2 separate regions of the Mus musculus genome follow, and region 2 is linked to region 1. A link is a contact called in public Hi-C data. All regions are on one chromosome and are shown on one strand. Each heading gives the region's core, a stretch centred on a gene start, on an enhancer-like site or on the middle of the called end of the contact. The rest is flanking DNA. Distances are from core to core; before and after follow the strand shown.

Region 1 (3,821 bases), core at 816-3,315:
TCTCCTTGAAAATTAAGAGTGGCTTCCTAACTCACTGCACACATAGAATTCTGAAGCTAGTGAATTCACAGGCATCCATCATGAGAGGTTATGGGATAGGTGAAATGCAACTAAGACAGCAAAACACAGGACCCTGGCTCATTTGTCTATTCACTTACATACCAATCTCGTCACTGTCAAAGTCATCGGAGTATTCGGAACTTCTCTGCCTGGCTGACCGGGCTGTAATGGCTCTGATCAGCTCATCCTGCAACGAGATCAGTAACTAACATCAATTCCCATTCAAGCAGGGATGTCTCGTACTTAGATCTTAAAACAACTATACTCGGTTATTCTACATTCACATTTAAGTTCATTCACCCAACTTTACTCTAAGCCTACGCTGTACAACGTACCCACGTCATCAGACTCAGCGCAGAATTGAGCCATTTCCTCGGGACTGGTAAATAAATAGGAAGTGACTACTAGTATTAGATAGATTAATTGCAGGTTACAATCTTCGCTAAATGCTAATGAATGATAGGGGCATCAATTTAATTGGATTTACTAGAAACTGACATTCTGTTACAGATGCCTACATTTTGAGGGAGGGAAGTGCTTAGGTTTGACAAGCATGACAGGCTACTTTGATAGCCTACCACTGAGGCAGACCCTCAGCCTCAAACTGGTCCTTGAAGTGTATTACAGAGATGGGCATAATGTGATAAACACGGGAACAAGAGTTGGATGCAGCATTGGCACAGTCAGACCTTGTGACGCTTACGACAGAAAACCAAAATCTAAAGAGAGCCAAGCTCTGAAGTCGCTCTTTGGCTTGCAACTTAGAAACCAAATATTGAAGACAGGATCCTACAGAGAGGGGTGTTTCAATACTGGAGCCCAAAGTTGACAGATGACCTACAACACACTAACAGTGAAGCAAGAACTCCTCCCACGTCATGCCAGATCTTGTGAGAACCAGCAAGGGCTAGGCAGCAGCATAATCAAAACCAAATGCTTTGCAGCGTTTTACCTGAAAGGAAGTTCTCTTGGTAGCCTTTGGACTCTTGGTGTACGCCAAAGTTGTGCTGAAGATTTCATCGGACATGGTGTGTCCTTTTTCTCTGCTTTTATACAACAGTTAATAAATTACTGAAATAATTCATTCAACCTCTGATGGTGGCTGAAATATACATATAAATATTTTAAAGAATTAGACGTTTTTACATGATCAAGACACTGTTCCTGGGATTAGTGCCCCACAACCCCGCTCCAAAGAGAAATCGCTCTAATCATTGTACAATATATTCACCTAAAAACGTTAAGAGCGTTTTATGTTAAGTACATAAAAATTTCACAACAAATTGGTTTTCACGAAAAGAAAATCCATGAGGAAGTTATTACTGTTCTACATCCACTAGAAGGATGAATGAACTACATAATAACAAAATGTTGCCAAACAATTTCACTTTCCATTATTAAAAACACACAGCATTGCGGACGCCACCACGACTTAGTTCAAGCTGCAACCAAGAGGACTGTCAAGGTTCCCAGCCCCGGAAATGGCTTGCACATAACAGTATTCAAAACGATGCTTAACCACAAGCAGCAGCGACATTTTCCCAAACCATTCGTTTGCTGTTACACACACATCTCCACACTAAGTTGCAGCACATCAGGCTTCCAGCGCGCGACGTCGGAGGCCCATTTGGATCGCCGGCCACCGCCCAGAGCTCCCCGGGCTGGCCAGGCGGCGTCCGCATCCCAGCTCCGCGCGGCTCCCGGCCCAGCACGCGCCAGGGCCCCGCACACCCAGCACGGTCCCCTCCGTTCCTCCACGTACCACGGCCCGCGCCTCCTGCATCCACCCCGCTCCCCGTGCACCCGGGCCCCTGTGACCACCTGAGAACCCAGCGGCTATGCTCTAGCACAGGTGTCGCCCCCGGCCCGGGCCTCGCGGTCTGGGAAACCAGGTATTGGAATAACCTGGAGGCGGGGCAAAAGATGGAGGCAGAAGGCGGTTGCTAGGCAACAGCGTCCCCGGGAGGAAGTGACTTCCAACCGCCTGGTCTCTTGGGTACCCAACACCGCCTTTCCGCCGGCGTCGCTGGGACAACCGCACAGACCAAGGAAGTGACATCACTGGTGGAGGTGTTGGGAGCGCGGTGCCCTATCAGCTTGTGTGCAATGGCTGTTACCTAGGAAACAAGACCGGCCCTCTGCCATCACGCCACAAGGAACCTTGATTGCCCCTGCTCAGAGTCCTTGTTTATAGGCAGGTATTGCGTGACCACGATGCAAAGCTTCCTTTTGCTAGTTAGAACGTGGAATGCGTGAGTCAGTGCAGTGTCAGCGGACTCAACAGAACGACGTAGTAGTGACGTTTGCAATCGTCGGAGTTAAACTGCACGTTTGATTCTTGGAATATGCAAAATAAGATCTCTATGATTTGATAAGAAACTAATAAGACTGTCTCCTTAAAGGATTGCAGTGAATACCGAATACAATATATAGCGAAATATTGGGAAATGTTTAGAATCGCATTCAGTTAATATTACATAGGAGCGTTTCTTGTAAGTAATGCAGTTGGGGGGGGGGGGGCGGAGGAGGAGGAGGCAGAGAGTAGGGGTAGGGGTGTGTGTGCTAAAGTATCCCATAAGCACACACAGCCCAGAGCCTGTTTTACATCTTTGGTGAAAAGTTTACCCTTTCTATATTTAGTAGATAATCTGGTTAAAAAGAAGTCAGCAAATAAAACACAGGGGAGAAGGCTGGAAAAAGTACTGCTGACAGTATCACTATCTTTGCCATTTAATAATTTATTAATACACAAAACACTTAAACTTTTAAAGTTACACAGACTTCATCTATTTTTAACTTGAAAAAGGTATGTCGAAATCAATTCATTAACAAGTGACTAAACTTGTTTCTGTATCTCCACAATGTTTCTTTTAAAAAATAACCCTGACAAATAGATCTTTAAATACACAAAAACAAATATGAAGTTCAGTGAGAAAAAGGTTTCTAAGTAATATTTGCAATAACTCCTTTAAAAAGCCTAGTTTAAGTTTTTCAACTTGTTCTTGGTTGGTAAATTTGTTTTGGCTAATTATGTTGTTTTTAACTATTTTTAAGTGAATATCTGCATAAGGAAAAGATTTTCTATTTTCACCAGTTACTGTTAGCTTTTCTATCCTACATTTTATTAACATCTATGATTCTGATAAAGGCCCTGTACCCACGGCGGGTACCCAAATGGGAAGAACTAATTTTTAGATAATGTGTAAGGGCTCTATTCATTTGGTATTCATTTAACTGATATAACTTTAATGTAGGCATGACTTACAAAAATAAACTTACAACAACATCAATGATAGAGAACACTGAGTTCCCAGCTACCAATAGGGCCGGGTTGCACACAATGGGAATGGGTTTCGGATGGTTGTTTGCCACAAGCACAAAGTGAGAGGCTCTAAAGAGAATTCTTTCTAGCAGCAATTCAGTTGTTACACATGTGAGTTTGAGTTGAGTACTAAGTATGGGAGAGAAGGCTGGACCTGAAGTCCAGTATATGGACCCACCTAACCATGGTTTTGAGTGGCTCAGCACAGGAACTGCTTTTAGTTAGTGCTCAAGATAATTTACTGTCAGTGATTCTTCAGGTTGCCTTTTGGTTTTGGTGTGTGTGTGTCTTTGTGTGTGTGCATGTGTGCACCTGCATGAGCACCTGTGCATGCCTGCATGTGTTTGGGCAGGATATAGGGTAGACGAAGACCCCTTTTCATATCACAAAGAAATTGAGATGTGACTTTTATTCAGCAGTTCCTAATCCTCGCTTAGCA
Region 2 (3,821 bases), core at 437-2,936, 50 kb before region 1:
ATCTGTTGATACTTAATTTGTTTCTGAGTATATGATCAGTTTTGGAAAAATGTTCTGAGGTACTGACAAAATGGTATATTCCTTGGATTTGAGTGAAATGTTCTGTAAATATCTTTATGTCCATTTAATTTATAACATCTGTTAGCTCCAACATTTTTCTATTTAGTTTTTGTCTGGATTACATGTCTATCATTGAGAGTGATGTATTGACATCTCCTAGTATCAGAGTATGAAGGTCAATATGTGATTTAAGTTATAGTAGTATTTATTCTATGAATTTGAGTACCATTTTATCTGAGGTATAGATGATAAGAATTGATGTTGTTTTCTTTGTGGATTTTTTTTCCTTTGATAAGTATGTAGTATTCTTCCCTATATCTTCTGACTACTTTTTGTTTGAAGTCTATTTGGTCAGATATTTAAATAGCTACACCAGATATTTGCTTGGAATATCTCATTTCATGTTTGATGTGATGTCTATCCTTGGTGCTAAATAAGGTGTGTTTCTTGGTTGCAGCAGAAGGATGGATCCTAGTTTTTCATCCATTCTGTTAGTCTGTGTCATTTTATGAGGAATTAAAACCAACAATATTGAGAGATACAAATTAGTAGTCTTTGGTGATTCCTGTTTTCTTGTAGTAGTAGCAGTAGTAGTAGTAGTAGCAGCAGCAGCAGCAGCAGCAGTTGTTGTTGTAGTGTGTGTGTGCGTGTGTTTCCACTCTTGATTTGCTGGAATAAGTGATTCCTTGAGTTTTCTTGGGTGGGGCCAGCCTCTTCAGGTTGGAGTTTTCTTCGTATCTTCATCTTTAAAGCTGGATTTATATGTTGCTATTGCTTAAGTTTGGTTTTACTGATGAATTTCTTTCTTCCTCCATCAATTATGATTAACAGTTTTGTTGGGCATAGTAATCTGATCTGGCATTATGGTCTACTAGAGTTTGTAGAACATATATCTAGATCCTTTTGGCTTTTAGAATTCTTTTAGAGAAGTTAGGTGTTAATTTAATAGGTCTACCTTCATATGATATTTGTTCTTTATAACCTATTATCTTTTAATATTCTTTCCTTTTTCCTGTACATTTAGGGCCTTGATTATTAGGTACCGAGGAGATGTTCTTTTCTGGTCCAGTTCATTTGGTATTCTATATGCTTCCTGTATCTTGATAGGTATTTCCTTTTTAGATTAGGGATATTTTATTCTATAATTTTGTTGAAGATTTTTTTTTTGTGTGCCTTCGATCTGTGTTTTTTCTCCTTTGTATATACCTATTATTCTTAGATTTACCCCCCACCCCACCAGAGTCCTATGTATTCAAAATGGTTTTTGACAGGATTTTTAGATTTAACAACTTCCCTGACTGAGTTCTCCATTTCTCCTACTGTACCTTCAATGTCTGAGATTCTCACTTGCATCTCTTGTTTTCTGTTGTTAAGGATAGCCAACTCTTATTCGAGTTCCTAAAATTTGCATGTCCATATTTCCAAAAGTTTGGGTTTTCTTTATTGACTCTACTTCTACTTTCAGGTTTTGAACTGTTCTGTTCATTTCCTTCGACTGTGTTTGCTTAGAAGGACTTATTCATTTCCTCTTTAAGGACCTCAGCCACATTCATAAAGGGCTGTTTTAACATATTTGTCTTGTTATTCAGTTAGGTTGCAGCTCTCAGGGCCTGCTGCGGGAAGATTGTGTCCTCTAGTGGAGACTTAATATCCTGACTGTTAATAGTTGAGTTCTTATGCTGGTGTCTCAGTGTCTGGCCTTGGGAAGATGGTAATTCTAGGTGCTAATATATAGTCTTGACTTTCTTGGGTAGGTGGGGTTTTTATTCTTGATTTTTATTGCCCTCTCTGGTTCTTAAAAGGCTGTGGTGGCTATGTGTTACCTGGCAGGTAATTCCTCTGGGATCCTGACAAGTGTGTCTGCTGGGGCTTCTGGTTAAAACATGTTTCTAAAATACCTTTAAGCATCTCACTTTGCCTTTTCTCATCTAATCCTTCTTGTAAGTAATGTTGACGTCCTTTTTAATTGGGTCTGGATTCATATGTTCTGAGCATGTCAGATCCAGCTAAGTCTCCTTTTTCTTCTCTCTATTTGAAAGTGTATTTTAATGCACTGCCTCACCCCCTTTTCTTTTCTTACAGAAAAAAAATCAAAGGAAATAAAAATGTAATGAGATAGAAAAATAAAACCATGTTTCTAAATATTCAAGTTAACATTGAGAAATAAGAATGGGCAGGGAGGTGCCGTTCTGGGTTGGGGGAGGTCCACAGGTGAGATAAAAAGCAGGATTTCCATCATGATCTGCTCAGTTTCCTAGAAATGGGAACAGAGAGTGAGGAGAGGCCATAGCAGGGGGCTACCCCAAAGCTGGGGGTGATGGTTAGGGGCTAGATTTGAAGGAGAGGGGAAGCTCTGCAGTACAAAAACAAATTTGTTTAGAAATATAAAATTGTATTCTGATGACAAGGGGAGACATCTGGGCCCAAGCAATAATTCAGGAGAAAAATCTCCCACAGTCACATTGACATACGCAGACAGAGCACTCTCTGTGCCATCTGATTTCTTGCCACTGCAGAGTCTACATAATCTGCTGAGATGCTTTCATTTCCCTAGGAGCAGTATACTTGGAGGTTAGAACCTTTAGCACTAAAGCAGCTTGCTATAACAAGGTGCATCTGTCAACAGTGAGATCCTTACCCAAGACTGTGTGGCTCTCTATAGTAATAGGCAATTTTCCTTTCAGAGAGAAAATGTAAACTGTCAGATGGCAGAAGTGCTGTGGAGATGGCAGAGAAGTGCAGAGATGCTGGGCTCGGCAAGCAGTTCACAGATGCCAGTCTCCGTGGGTGGTGAGATAACGTGCCAGAAAAACTCATACACATATGTACTACTTTACAGCAGAAAAGGCAGCTCAGGGAATCAGGCTAAAATTCTGCCAGCTTTGCTATATTGGATAGTTTTTTCTAAATATGTTTCCAAAAATAAATTAGTCAGGATTGACTTAGATCATTCAAAATGGAAATAATAAGTATAAACAACCACTACCAGTTCTAAAATGGAGGGAAAAAAAGGTAGAAATAAGAAAAGTTTTCTCCATTGGATTGTCAGCCTATGACATAGTGAATATAAGCCACAATAAAATTAACAACAACAAACCATGAAGCAGAGTTTTAAACATGTGAGGTGAGATATGGAAGCAACGCAAAAGGACATGGAACTATAGAGTCAGAGATCCCAGTGAGCCAATACCAAAGCAGAACGCGACAGGAGGAGTCATCCTGAGAATAGAACAGGCACACTGCCTTCAACAGAGCGATGGATGGCCCACAGAGCATGAATGAGAAAGGCAGAGGATAATATGTAATAGGAAAGAATATAAAGCATCTCAGGAAAATATGGTATATATGGATGACGGACAAGAACATCTGTGTGCATCTCAGGAAAATATGGTATATATGGATGACGGACAAGAACATCTGTGTACCTCTGAGTTCTCTAGTTTAGCAAATGGAAGACGAAAAATCTAATATATGAATTAAGAAAACATTCCTTATTTATGTGCCTTAACATCTATGCTTTTTAACAATGTTGTCTGGCTCAGACAAATAGAACAATGGAATGAACATAAAGCCACGTGTATTATTGGGCTTGCATACTAGGAGACTTTTGTTTGTTTGTTTGTTTGTTTGTTTGTTTGGAAGGAAGGAAGGAAGGAAGGAAGGAAGGAAGGAAAAACAAAATCTAAAATGAACAAACCACCACCGATCAGGTTATCTTAGAATAATCCAACACAATTTAAGCTTACTTTGTGATAGTTCAT

What was found. A called contact is a pair of places that touch in the nucleus more often than the background predicts.
Region 2: a contact with region 1 is called in a Hi-C map of the N1E-115 cell line, with 4 times the contacts expected there. The contact joins the enhancer-like site here to the promoter of Map9 in region 1. A contact is called at or near these places in 1 of 39 promoter capture datasets (hippocampal neurons), 2 of 484 Hi-C or Micro-C datasets (the N1E-115 cell line and pachytene spermatocytes), 1 of 115 datasets of contacts at active chromatin or transcription factors (embryonic stem cells) and 1 of 9 other capture datasets (pancreatic islet).

Annotation. Positions count from the first base shown.
Region 1 is chr3:82,356,316-82,360,136 of GRCm38.p6, reverse strand. It overlaps Map9 (microtubule-associated protein 9), which reads right to left and starts at 2,065. Exons shown (of 14, transcript NM_001081230.1): 1 at 1,882-2,065; 2 at 1,013-1,162; 3 at 163-247. The coding sequence starts at 1,087.
Region 2 is chr3:82,405,481-82,409,301 of GRCm38.p6, reverse strand. No RefSeq gene overlaps it. Among named protein-coding and RNA genes, the nearest start is that of Map9, 49 kb to the right of the region's middle. Within about 2 kb of position 1,686, at least 26 of the 459 cell types and tissues checked have an H3K27ac peak or open chromatin away from gene starts, as enhancers often do. A contact at or near this core is called in the N1E-115 cell line and hippocampal neurons, where this site is marked.